2 separate regions of the Rattus norvegicus genome follow, and region 2 is linked to region 1. Evidence: chromatin contacts called from public Hi-C data. All regions are on one chromosome and are shown on one strand. Each heading gives the region's core, a stretch centred on a gene start, on an enhancer-like site or on the middle of the called end of the contact. The rest is flanking DNA. Distances are from core to core; before and after follow the strand shown.

Evidence for each region. Hi-C and Micro-C count contacts between places; a contact is called where the count stands out from the background.
Region 2: a Hi-C map of Schwann cells shows a contact between it and region 1, with 2.4 times the contacts expected there. The contact joins the enhancer-like site here to the promoter of Rap1b in region 1. A contact is called at or near these places in 5 of 12 Hi-C or Micro-C datasets (the A7r5 cell line, Schwann cells, frontal cortex and 2 more).

The regions. Positions count from the first base shown.
Region 1 is chr7:55,340,188-55,346,168 of GRCr8, reverse strand. Rap1b (RAP1B, member of RAS oncogene family) reads left to right here and starts at 3,952. Exons shown (of 8, transcript NM_134346.4): 1 at 3,952-4,098. It also overlaps the pseudogene Sfr1-ps1.
Region 2 is chr7:55,405,279-55,411,245 of GRCr8, reverse strand. It overlaps LOC102550659 (a long non-coding RNA gene), which reads right to left. Exons shown (of 3, transcript XR_005486977.2): 2 at 5,800-5,967; 3 at 1-420. Among named protein-coding and RNA genes, the nearest start is that of Tmem186l1, 33 kb to the left of the region's middle. Within about 2 kb of position 3,260, at least 70 of the 93 cell types and tissues checked have an H3K27ac peak or open chromatin away from gene starts, as enhancers often do. A contact at or near this core is called in the A7r5 cell line, Schwann cells, liver and 1 more, where this site is marked.

The DNA.
Region 1 (5,981 bases), core at 2,703-5,202:
ACTTTTCATACCCATGATCCTGGTTCAGCAGTGGTTTAAAAAAAAAAAGAACATTACTCTATGACAGATAAAAATTATATGGAAGGTACATTCTAGGTCCATGAGTAAAGGTTTTTGGTTTTGTTTTTTTTAGATTAAACTTTTGTGTGTGAATTGTGTATGACTTTTCCCTGAATGTATATATGTATGTGTACTACACACATGCCTATTGTTTGTAGAAGTCAGAGAGGGGCTTTGAACCTGGAACGGGAGTTGTAGATGGTTGTGAGCCACCATGTGGGTGCTGGGAATTGACCCTTGCTCCCCTACAACAGCAACAAGCTTTCTTAAGGTTTAAGATAGCTTAAGCCATCGCTACATCCCCCACCATAAGTAAAGTTTCATTGAACTACAGTTATATCCATTCTTTGTAATTATTTACATTAACTTGTGTGTGTGTGTGTGTGTGTGTGTGTGTGTGTGTGTACTTGTGCTATGAGTATGGAGGTCAAAGGGTAAATCAATTGTTGTGGGTGGGAGTCAATTCTCTTCTTCCACCTTGTGGGTCTTAGGTTATCAGGTTCGGTAGCAAGCCCTTTGAAGCAGTGAGTCATCTTGCAGGCTCCTCTGTGTTGTTTATTGGCTGCCTTCACATTACTGTTGGAAAGCTGAATAGCTGTTCACTTTAGAAGCTACAACACAGACCCTCTGTTCCAAAGACTTAAATATTTTCTACTTGGCCCTTGGCAGAAACAGTTTGCAAACCCCTGTTTAGAGGGACACCAAAGACAAAAGAAAAACAATACTGTATTATGAGATTCAAAAAAAGAAAGAAAGGAAGGAAGGAAGGAAAGAAGGAAGAAAGAAAAAGAAACACATTTAGGTTGACGTATCTGGAGGAGAAAGATTCTCTTTCCTAGAGAAAATAGATGAGCCTGGAGTGATGAGATGGTCTGGGCAAAGGCCTTTCAAACACAGGAAGTCACCAGAACCCAACAGAGGGTGGGAGAGTTACTCATTTGAGCCAAAGGAGACAAGTCCATCTTGTCCAGGCAGTTGGAAGTGAAGAAAAGGGTAACATGACTTGTTTCTTTGTAAAGAGTACTTGAAGGACTCTTAAGGAAGGGAGTGACTTACTGGGCGGACTTTAAGATAATTTATCTAGCAACAATGTGTAAAATGGGTCACAGTAGGCAGCTGGAAGCTACCAGGCGGCAAAGTTTCAGGAGCCAAGTTGTATCAAGAGGAGCCTGGAAGACTTTGTCCAACTGCGGCTCATAGATACAGCAGTTGAGGGACCATGAGAGTGGGAGTAGGGATGGGGGGATAGGGGAGGGTGACAGTCTGGAAGAGTGGGCAATTTAAAAGAAGGTGATACAATTAGCAAAGGAAAGGGAGAGAAAACAGGTTTGGTGACAATGGTAATGAGTTTGGTTTGCACACAAGTTAAACTGAAAGCTGCCTGTGGAAGTTATCCTGGTCTGTCAGGTAAATAGGACAAAGGGTTCAAATTCCAAAGTGAGTCCAGGGCTACAAGATGCAGAATCCTACAGTTCTCTATGCACCGATCCCGATTTATTACACGCTGCAATGGTTATCAGCCTACAGAGATGATAAAAGTGCATTAGCTTAAACAACTCTACAAATTCTGGCTTCACTCTTCTCTCAAAGGAAAAAAGCAATCAGCCAAATGTCAAAGTGTTTAAAAACAACAAAAACAGAGAAAAAATAAAGACAAAACAACCCATGGTTAATCAGTACTCTTGCTTAAAATGTCAGTCTTTCAGACTTGTCAATTTTTGATTCAATAATTGATAAGATAGGGGGCTGGAGAGATGGCTCAGTGGTTAAGAGCACTGACTGCTCTTCCAGAGGTCCGGAGTTCAATTCCCAGCAACCACATGGTGGCTCACAACCATCTGTAATGGGATCTGATGCCCTCTTCTGATGTGTCTGAAGTCAGATTTTATATATATAATCAGATTTTCAATTTATTCATTCATAGTTGATAATTCCAACAGATTATTCTCAAACTTGCCTTTAACAATTATATAAATAAATATAATAAACAACAATTATTAATAAATATAATAAATAACAATTATTGAAATAGGTAGCTCATTTACTTAAGTAATTAATATAAACTGTAAAACAGTTAGAAAACACTGTGATCAAAAACTGTTGTAGGGGTAGGAGGATGGCTCAGTGGGGCAAAATGCTTGTTACCCAGGCAGGAGAACTGGGAGTTCCAAGTTCCATCCACTTCCATTCCCCAATAGTCACATAAGAATCCAGAATGGTGACCTGCAATAGGGGGATAGAGACAGGAGACTCCCTGGAGATCGGTGGCCAGACACTCAAGCCAAATTGGTGAGGTTCAGTGAGAGACCCTGTTTCAAAATTACAAATTGGGGAGTGGTAGAAAATAACATGTTCACCTCTGGCTTCTATGTGCCTACACACGAGTACACAGCATGCAGAAGTACACACAACTGTTAATTTTGTGGGGTTTTGGGGTTTTTTTGTTGTTGTTTTCTTTTTTTGTTGTTCTAAAGGTTGAACCTACTACACTCTTGTTAGACAAGCATTGAACCATTGAGCTACATCCCTAGTACCCCCCCCCCCTTTTTTTTTTACTTTTTGAGAATCTCACAAGCCCATTTAGGTTGGCTTTTACTTACTCTGTGGCACCAGCCAACCTAGAATTTGCCACGGGCCACCTCATGCTCAACCTCCAGAAGAGGTGAGCTCTTACAGACTTGTGTCCTGAGGCCCAGCTATAATTCTTTCTTATTCGCTCACTTAGCTCAGGTTAACGTAGTTGTCACTTCTCCGTTTCTCTTCTAGGGTTCGTAAAATTTCCCTACAGGGCCAGCTAAATCGCCTACTTCTGTCCAAGCTTCCCTCTCAAGTCGTTTTGCTCATCAAAACCTTTTCAATAGCTGGCAGTGGTAGCTCATGCCTTTAATCCCAGCACTCCATATGGAGAGGCAGGTGTATCTCTCTGAGTTGAAAGCCAACCTGGTCTACATAATGTAGCAAGGTCGGGCCACCCAGAAGGACTACACAATGAAGAGAGAGCATAATCAGAGCAGAAACAAAGTCTTCAAAACAAAGCTCTGATAGTATGATTCTCATACTAAAGGTGGCGGTGTGAAAATATTCTAATTATCTAAGTCTATGTAAATTCTTGTGCTCTTTAGAACAAGCCATTTTTGGACAGTGCTTTTCGGAGTCACATCATAGACTTACACCTATGAGTAATCTATAAAGTCACGAAAGTGCCCCAGGCGTGCTTTTCAATGAACTACATATTTTAATTCTATAAACTGTTCATTTAGGTACAGGCCATAAGCATGCTTTGGAATCATTCATTCGCGAACTGTGTCTGGCAGGGTAATTTGGACAGCTCGCCCTGCTTAACCACAGGCTGAAATACTTGTCAAACCCAAAGAAAGGCCATTTAAAAAATGAAAAGCTGCCCTCGCGCAGGCTCTTTCACTGCGCTCTGGGAGTGGGAACTGCTGCTCTGTTACTTCTCCAGCTACTTTCCCCAGCACAAAGGACCACGCGAACACGGACGGTCTGGGGGCGTTGGCGACTGAATTCCTGTGTGCACTTGGAGGCCCCGCGAAGGCTTCAGAGGTTTCCAAGCCCTGAGCTCTTCCTTATCCGCTGGGGTCGAGACAGATGCGGTCCGTTGAGGCTGACACCGATTCTGTCGGACAGTCAGCCAGTGGGGGCGAAGCTGACCGCAGCACGGAGGTGCATGGAGGGAAGGGTGGGCCAGGGCCAGAGCGGGCCGGCGAGAGCCCGGGCAAGGCCCACTGCGAGGCTAGCACGCCGAGACCCCGCCCCCTCAGCTAGGACCCGCCTCCCGTACCGCCCCTTCCCGGGCTGCGCTCCTGCGCGCCCCGCCCGCGGGCGGAAGCGAGAGCGAGGCTGAACGCCTGACGTCAAGGCGACACCGCCAAACCTCGCCCAGAGTCAGGCGTGGAAAGCAGCCTGAGCGGCGGCGACGGCGGCGGCAGCGGCAGAGACCGCCGTGGCGCCGGGAGCTGAAACCCGAAGGGAACGCGGGGCGACGGCGACGGCGGCGACCCGGTGACAGCGCGAGAGGTTAGCGCGGAGTGCATGCGTGGCTGCGAGGCTGGCGGGGGGCCGGGCGCCGGCTGAGTGGAGCGGTGGGGTGCGGCGCGGGCCGGGCGGGGCAGCCGGGGGGCCCCCGCGGCGGCGAGGGTGGCCCGGGCGTGCGGCAGGTGGCTGCGGGAGGCCCCCGCGCCCCTCGCTCGCTTCGGCGGGCGCGCCGCCTCCGGGCGGCCGGGGAGGATCCGCGGCCGCGGCGGGGGAGCAGCGCGCTTTGCGGAAGGGGTCAAATGTCTGAAATATGGCGGAGGAAGTGAGCGCCCGAGGAACCCCCACCCGCCTGCCCGCGGCCCCGCAGCCTTCCCCGCCGCGCCCCGCTCCCCGCCTGGGCGCCTGCTGCGGGGTGGGTGGAAGTTAGAGCGGAAACCAGAAAGTTGTCCTCTGCAGACACCCAGGCTTCTCCCGGCCCGGGGCCGGGCGGAGCAGCGTTGCGAGGGGGGAACCACTCCCCGGCGCCCCGCGGGCTCGAGCCTGACAGGGAAAAAGTTTGCCCGGATCGGGGCTGGCTTGCTTCATTTGTTGCGGGAAGTGGCAGGAGGAAGGCAGCGGAGCGAGCCCCACCTAGTCTGGCAGTCGCCACCGTGCAGAGGAAAAAAAAATGTTAAAGGGGCCTTTCCCTTCGTCAGCAAGAGGAAATCTCTTTTTTCTCTTGCAGAGAGAAAAATCCAGGAAGTTTGTCCTCTTCTCCTTTTTTCGCTGTCTCGATGTGTCTGATTCTGAAACTGACTTATCAGCGCCGTGAATTTGGGAACTAGGCCCTCGGGATTTTCCTTGGGGCGGAGTTGGGGGGGGAGGAGATGCCTTTGGAAGAAACATCTTCGCTTCAGAGTTTTGAGCAGATGGGTTTGCTTTCCTTTCGATTGCCCCCTCCCACCCTCCAATGCTTTAGAAAGATATTTTGGCCCCGCGACTCTCCCCACTCGTGTGAATACAAGCACTTCTTTATTACAGTAATAGGAACTCACATTTTTTTACTGAGTTGAAAGTTGACATTACAATGAAGGCTGGACTTTTAATATTTTAAAATCAATTGAGTCTCGTTGAAATGTTTGCTTTGCTGGCAGTGTGTATTAATATATACCGAGTGCCTCTAGCTTGTAAATTCATTTTTGTTTTCTTTTGTATAATTTGAACGTTGTTGAGACTTGCCTAAAAGGAGTTTATCTTAGCAAGAAGTAACTTAATTGAATGGAGAAATTCTTTTAATTTAAAGCTCTTACCATTCTCAAAACCTGATTTGAAGTCTGTGTATTCAGTCATACTAGAGCCATGGGTCTTTTTAAGGACCGGAAAGAGACTCTTTAAAATCATCTAGTCCCACCCTGTCCTGTCATGGAGGAGGAAACTAAGGCCTAAAATAGATTAGATAACCAGTTACCTGAGTCTGATGGTTTGTAAGGCAGTAGGCTATCCATAAAGGACAATCCACAGGACAAAATGTGTGTGATTTTTTTTTTTAAATGAATTACATCTCATAGAGGTGATTGGTCCCATTATGTTCTCTTCTCCAAGAGTGCCTTAGTTAGCTAAACGGTATGGAATAACCACTGGGTAGTGTCATTCCTTGGTTTTGGTTAGAGGAAGTTAATACTCTGGGTAGAAAATAATTTTACTTAAAGACACAGAATCCGGAATGACACTCTTGTTTGATATGATCCATACTTTTAATCTCTTAGTACATTATATTCCCTTGTACTTTCTTGTTTGACACAAAGTTCAACAACCTTATCTGTGGAAGCTGCAAAGGAAAATCAGAAGGACATAGAGTTGTTTGGGTTGTAATGTGCCTCCTATCAGAGTAACAGCTGAAGGGCCTGATGCTAAGCCGGCTTAATTTTTAGTCTGTGATCTGGGGC
Region 2 (5,967 bases), core at 2,011-4,510, 66 kb before region 1:
CCAATGATCTGACCTCCTCCCACCTCTCCAAGGTGCTACCGTCTCTGCCTAGCACATCTCCACAGGAGACTGACCAAACCTTAAACATTTAAGTCCAAAACATAATGCAATCAACCATCAAGCCCTTTTTTTAAAATGTTAGTTTCATTTCCCATTGTGATCACCTTATAATTTTCAAAATACTTTTAGTGCACATCGCTAATCAACTCAAAATTCACTAACAGTGACTTTTTCTGTTCTACCTTATTTTTGTATTGACAAAATACAATATAGTAAGATAAACAAAACCCATCACATGCAGGCTGGCCAAGACAACCCAACCCAAAGGGCCCCAAGAGTGATTAGTGGCAAGACGACTCCTGATGATTCCCCTGTGTGGCGCCTGTGTGTATCCTGGGGTCGCCCCTTCCTTCCCTTCACCTGGAAGAGATGATTGTGTTATTTTCAAGGTCAGGTCACAAGATACATTTCAGCTTCCCTTTGCACCTTAGGTTGCTTGCTCACGGCTGTTAGGAGGGGTACACACGGTAAAGAACCAAGCCTTCCTACCACAACCTCACTGATGCTGGTAGGCCAGGTCGACATGTTGAAGGTGGATTCCCCCGAACCTGCCCATAAAGCTTGCAGATCGTTTTAGCATGACTGTGGCTTTGTAGCAGACTCCTCCCAACAGAAACAGCCAGCCAAGCTATACCCCAATCCTCACAGAACAACTAATACTCTCGCCTTTTTATATTTAAAGATTATATATATATATACATATATATATATATAAATGTTTTCTGGTTGCTATATATCTGATATATACATGGCTGATAAATACACACACACACACACACACACACACATACCAAATCCAAAAGAGAAATCTTTTTTTATTTCTGTGACTTTCTTTTTAATTTGCCATGTTCCTGGTTTTTTTCCTCATACAACATATACAGCCTAAACTTAATAATTTAATATATATATATAAAAAATCTGACTGTATAAAGCAAGGCATAGTAGTTCACACCTAATCCTCCTTGGGAGGCAGGAATTGAAGGTCATCACAGGCTACACAGAATAGTCAAAGGCTAACCTGATCTATATATCAAAAATAATTAATTAATTAGTTAAATCCAGGCTCTTATAAAGAAATAGACAAATAGCATCATCCAAAAAAAAAGCCAATAAGATGCAAAATAAAAAATAAATCCCACAGCACCAAAACACTGGATTTGTAGTCATCCTAAAATACCTTCTTTATTTTTTTGGGGTGGGGGGTTTTTTTTTGGTTCTTTTTTTCAGAGCTGGGGACCGAACCCAGGGCCTTGCGCTTCCTAGGCAAGCGCTCTACCACTGAGCTAAATCCCCAACCCCTAAAATACCTTCTTTAATTATCCAAACTCTGGTGCCAAAAAGCATTGCTATTTGTTCTTGTTTTACATACATTTACATATATTCCCAGACATTCCTTGTTCATATTATATATATAATTATATTCTCAGATAACTGAAATTTTGCTAAATCATATCAATAGATATAACTCCTCAACTGACTTTTTTCTCAAGTTGGGAAGTAAAGTCATCCTGTTAATAACCCATTAATACAATCTAACAATGCTATTAACCTAAGACAAACATTGAACACCAAAACATTCCTCTGTCTATATTAGAATTGAGCTCTAGTGGGGTATCATTTAATTGAATCTCTAGATTCACTCTGAGTGGGGATAAGCTATGACTGAACCTTTTCCTTGCAAAGTATCCTGACGGATATAGTGCGATCACCATTTACATGATCCAAGATTAGGCTGATAATAAAAAGGAATTAGCCTAAAATACCAGCCTAGAACCCTTTAGTTTGTGTGTCCCTTAGAAAAGCAACATACTGCTAGACTCCCGGTGGTCTGTGAGGATTTTGGTAATCTCTACGGATCAGATGTGGAATGAAATTCATTCACTGATTCAACAAATATTTGTTGAACTCCGATTACATGCCAGGCATATCACACGGCTAGGTAAGCCACAATGAAGAGTGACAGCCGGCTTCCCTGGCCTCAGACCGCAATGGCTGGCAGCGTATAGACCTCTTGTTTGTTTTGTTTTGTTGGTGTTTTTTTTTTAATCCTGAATAGGATCTCTTCATCATTTCAAATGGTAATCACTTTTGGAAAGAAAAACCAAAAGGTGATACACGGGTAGGAATGTATAAATAAATAACGGAAGGCTTGCAGGAGGAGTGAAGCTAAAACTTTAGGTCAGAGAATTCCAGTCTGAAGAAAAGTCTATCGCACGTCGAATCTTTCTCACCGGTGATATATAAAGATAGATAGATAAATAGATAGATGGATGGATGACGGATGGATGGATGGATGGATGGATGGATGGATGGATGGATGGATGGATGGATGGGCTGGGATATGTATGTATGTATGTATGTATGTATGTATGTATGTATGTATGTATGTATGTATGTGTCTTTTTGTTTGCCCCAAATCCGACATGGTCAAATATACCTCCAGTCATCATCCCTTAGTTTCCAGATTTGGTCCCAGCATAGAAACGAATACGTGAAAAGTCTAGTATGCAGACTTACCCTCTCTTTCGCCCTAGCTTCCCTGATAGTCAAGAATCCTTTGGGAAACATTAGGTGTTGTTTGGACTCCGCAGTTATACCTATTCTCAAAGATTTTTCGATTCGTTTTGAAAATTCGGTGTCCCTGGGTCTTTACAAGATGTAAATTTAGAATCTTAACGTTCCTTCGTGATCCCGCTAAAGATTCATTCCCTAACCAACCACCTTTTTAAATTAACATATTGGAGTCTGACCAATTTCAAAGATTGTAAAAACAGCCATGACGTCTGGTGTTTGTGGAGTCTTGTTTCCACGTCCCTCACAGTGAGGCAACATGTGACTCTGTACCAGGAAGCTTCCCACCCACACACACAGCAGTGACTCTGTCCAGAAAGTGGATGCTTTAACCAAGAGCCTTTCCAGCCCCATCCGTTTCAGAAAGCCCTGGAATTCAGATCTGGGACCCCACCCTCTGAACTGTCCCTCACTGCTGATCTCTAACCTGGGACTGTCTCCTGCCTTCCACTCTGGTCCACCCATCTCACCTCGGATCCACTCAGCTGATACACAGGCCTGCCCTAGGCTCTCTAACAACAGCAAAACAACTGACTTGCACCAAATATTTTGGGAGTTGGGTCACTGGAGGGTGGAGAAGGACAGAGGGACTGAGGGGCTGCGGGGCTGCGGGCCGGGCCCGTCCTCCCATTGGCTCAGCCCTTTCCTCCTCCCCGGCCCCACGCGCTTGAAGTTCCTGCCAAATCGCTGCCTTTGTCTCAGAAACATTCCGCCCACACCCCAAACCCTCAGGAGCTCTCTCCTGCTCTCCAAGCTCTCGGGGTATTTTTCAAAGTAAATAAATTTCCCATTCTGAGAAGAATTCTGGTGCCAACTTTAATAAAATAACATTCCTCGGCCTTATCGCATACGATGCTCCAATTTAATCACGATTTTTTTTTAAATGTTAGAGCAGCTTCCAACGCTTGAATAGACAGAAGGAGGTTTCCATGTATTTTAGAGCTCGGGAAGCCTAACTTTTACCAAAAATAAAATAATTTAAAAACAAAGGGGAACCACAGGCAGAAGTGCCAGGCGCGCGGGGGGGGGGGGGGGATGGGGGGCCGAGGGCGGGGGCGGACGACTAACAACTGGTTTTCCGTGTTGTTTCCTAAGGGGAGCTTTAGAGAGGAGCTACTTGTCATCAGAGCTTCCAAAGCCAAGTTATATAAAACAGGACACTCCCTTTTATTTTCTAGACACCCACTGTGGTCGCTGCAAACTGCGACCCAGGGCGGGGTGAATCAGGTACACGCCCTTCGCCCTTCGTTTGTGCCGGCTCTCTGTCCTCTGGTCCTCTCTCAACTGAGGGATCTGCACACATGAGATGACATCACGAATTCCTTAACACTTTTCGTTAGAAACAGCCACTGCTCTGTCACTTAGGCTTGGCTGTGAGAAGTGCTTTTCTGAAGGAAATACATTTATCTGGAAGCCACAAAATTGTTTCTAAGTGTAGGTTAGTTTACTTAACGGCAGGAGCCAGTGCCTCTGAGATATTTTATTTCTGTGACATAATGAATTTCACAACCGAATGTGAGTAAAGGAAAGTTCTCTCTCTCTCTCTCTCTCTCTCTCTCTCTCTCTCTCTCTCTCTCTCTCTCTCTCTCTCTCTATTCTGAAAGTGTTTTGTGGAGATATTATGTCCCTAGTATTACATGTTCCTTGGCTCAGTTGGTAATGAGTATGTAGACTATTTCTTGAAAGGGGCATAATTTCCACATAATTTGGGGAGTATGGTTATTATTCAGATATTTCTACATAATTGTTCCAGCTTCCCTTAGAATAAGTTCGTGTGCCCCATGTGTCCATGGTCAAGCCTAACTCCGCTATCTATTTCCCTGATTCGTTGTGTTTTCCCATCACGGTGGTTATTAATAACGTGGGCATTTCTGCTGTCTCTGTAAAAGGAAATACTTCTCCAAAGGGATGATCTGTCAACCCTAAGTCACTTCCACTGTCTTCTACAGTCAGAACCAGCTTGTTCCCATGGAAAAGCCATACAACATGTTCTTGTTGTTGTTACTATTGTTGCGGTTGACCACAAACTCAGGTTGTTGGTTTTTATATTTGGTTGGTTTGGTTTGATTCTGATTGTTTTAAGACAGGGTTTCTCTAGGCAGCCAAGGCTATCCTGGAACTTGCTTTGAAGCCTAGGCTAGCCTCAAACTCAGAGATCAGCCTGCCTCAGCCACCCAAGCAGGAATCAAAGGCATGAGTCACCACTGCCTGGCTGAACTCTGTTTTAAACCTGTCCTGTCACTGAACTACAACACTAGTCCTTACTATACTATTTTTTAAAGCAGTTAGACTTAGCAAGTGCCCAGTCTGTTCACAAGGCTTTCCTAAAATAATCATAGGAATGAGTTGCCTCACTCATTTTTTTCTGTGTCTCTGCTTGACCAGGGCATTGAAAAAGCAAGTTACCAGAATGTGATACAGAAGGACCTGGAATGATGGATTTCTCGCCGGTTCAGAATTTCAATCATCTGACTTCCACAGCTGTGAATCTCCTCATGCATCCAGGTCCCCTGCCAGCCTCATAAACGCAGGCTCCCTGGGAAGATCTTAGAACAGTGTGATCCAATCTAGCGAGTGCCATGATCAAAAAAAAAGAGTGGCATTTGGGTGTGTAGAATATGCTTTTGAAAGCTACACTGTGGGTTTATTTTTAGGGTAGTGGACCATTCAAAACACCTACCTGACACTTGACAATGCCTTCAAAGAGTGCGTGCCGAGTCCCCAGCTTTTCAAGAATAGATGATTTGCCAAGAAGTCCCCTGGCCATGTGCAGTGCACTGAGAATTCACACATTTGGATTCTTATTCCTTGACACACTTATTAGATACCTACTTTATGCAAGGGCTCACGAGGCCCGCAAGATGAATAAAATCGCCCTCTCCCTTGGGAAGCGTATGTCCTCACGATGGAGGATGAAGAGGGTGACGGTAATAAAAATAACTCCAATAATTACTGTTTGCTTCACACACATTACCTTACATAATCTCCAGGACACCCACAGCAAGCAAGGACAATTACTGGTTCTCTTTTGCAGATGAGAAAAGTGAGGCAGGAAAGTTAAATAATCTTCCCAGGCCAGAAGATGCATTGAGTCATGAAACTAAGATTTAAGTTCTAAGAGTCTGATTGTGCATCCCTGCCCCTCGGCACCGCACTACATGAACATACCCATACGGATGACGCAAAGAGAGATGTGGATAGGGCCTGACCAGCCGTGGGAAAGAGAGTCATGGAGAGACTTGAGAGGCACTTTTAAAAGCTGAAGCTGCTATGGTAGTACAAATGGAAGTCTTCATATCCTCCTTTTAGGCTATCTCCTTTATAGGCTGTTCTTGC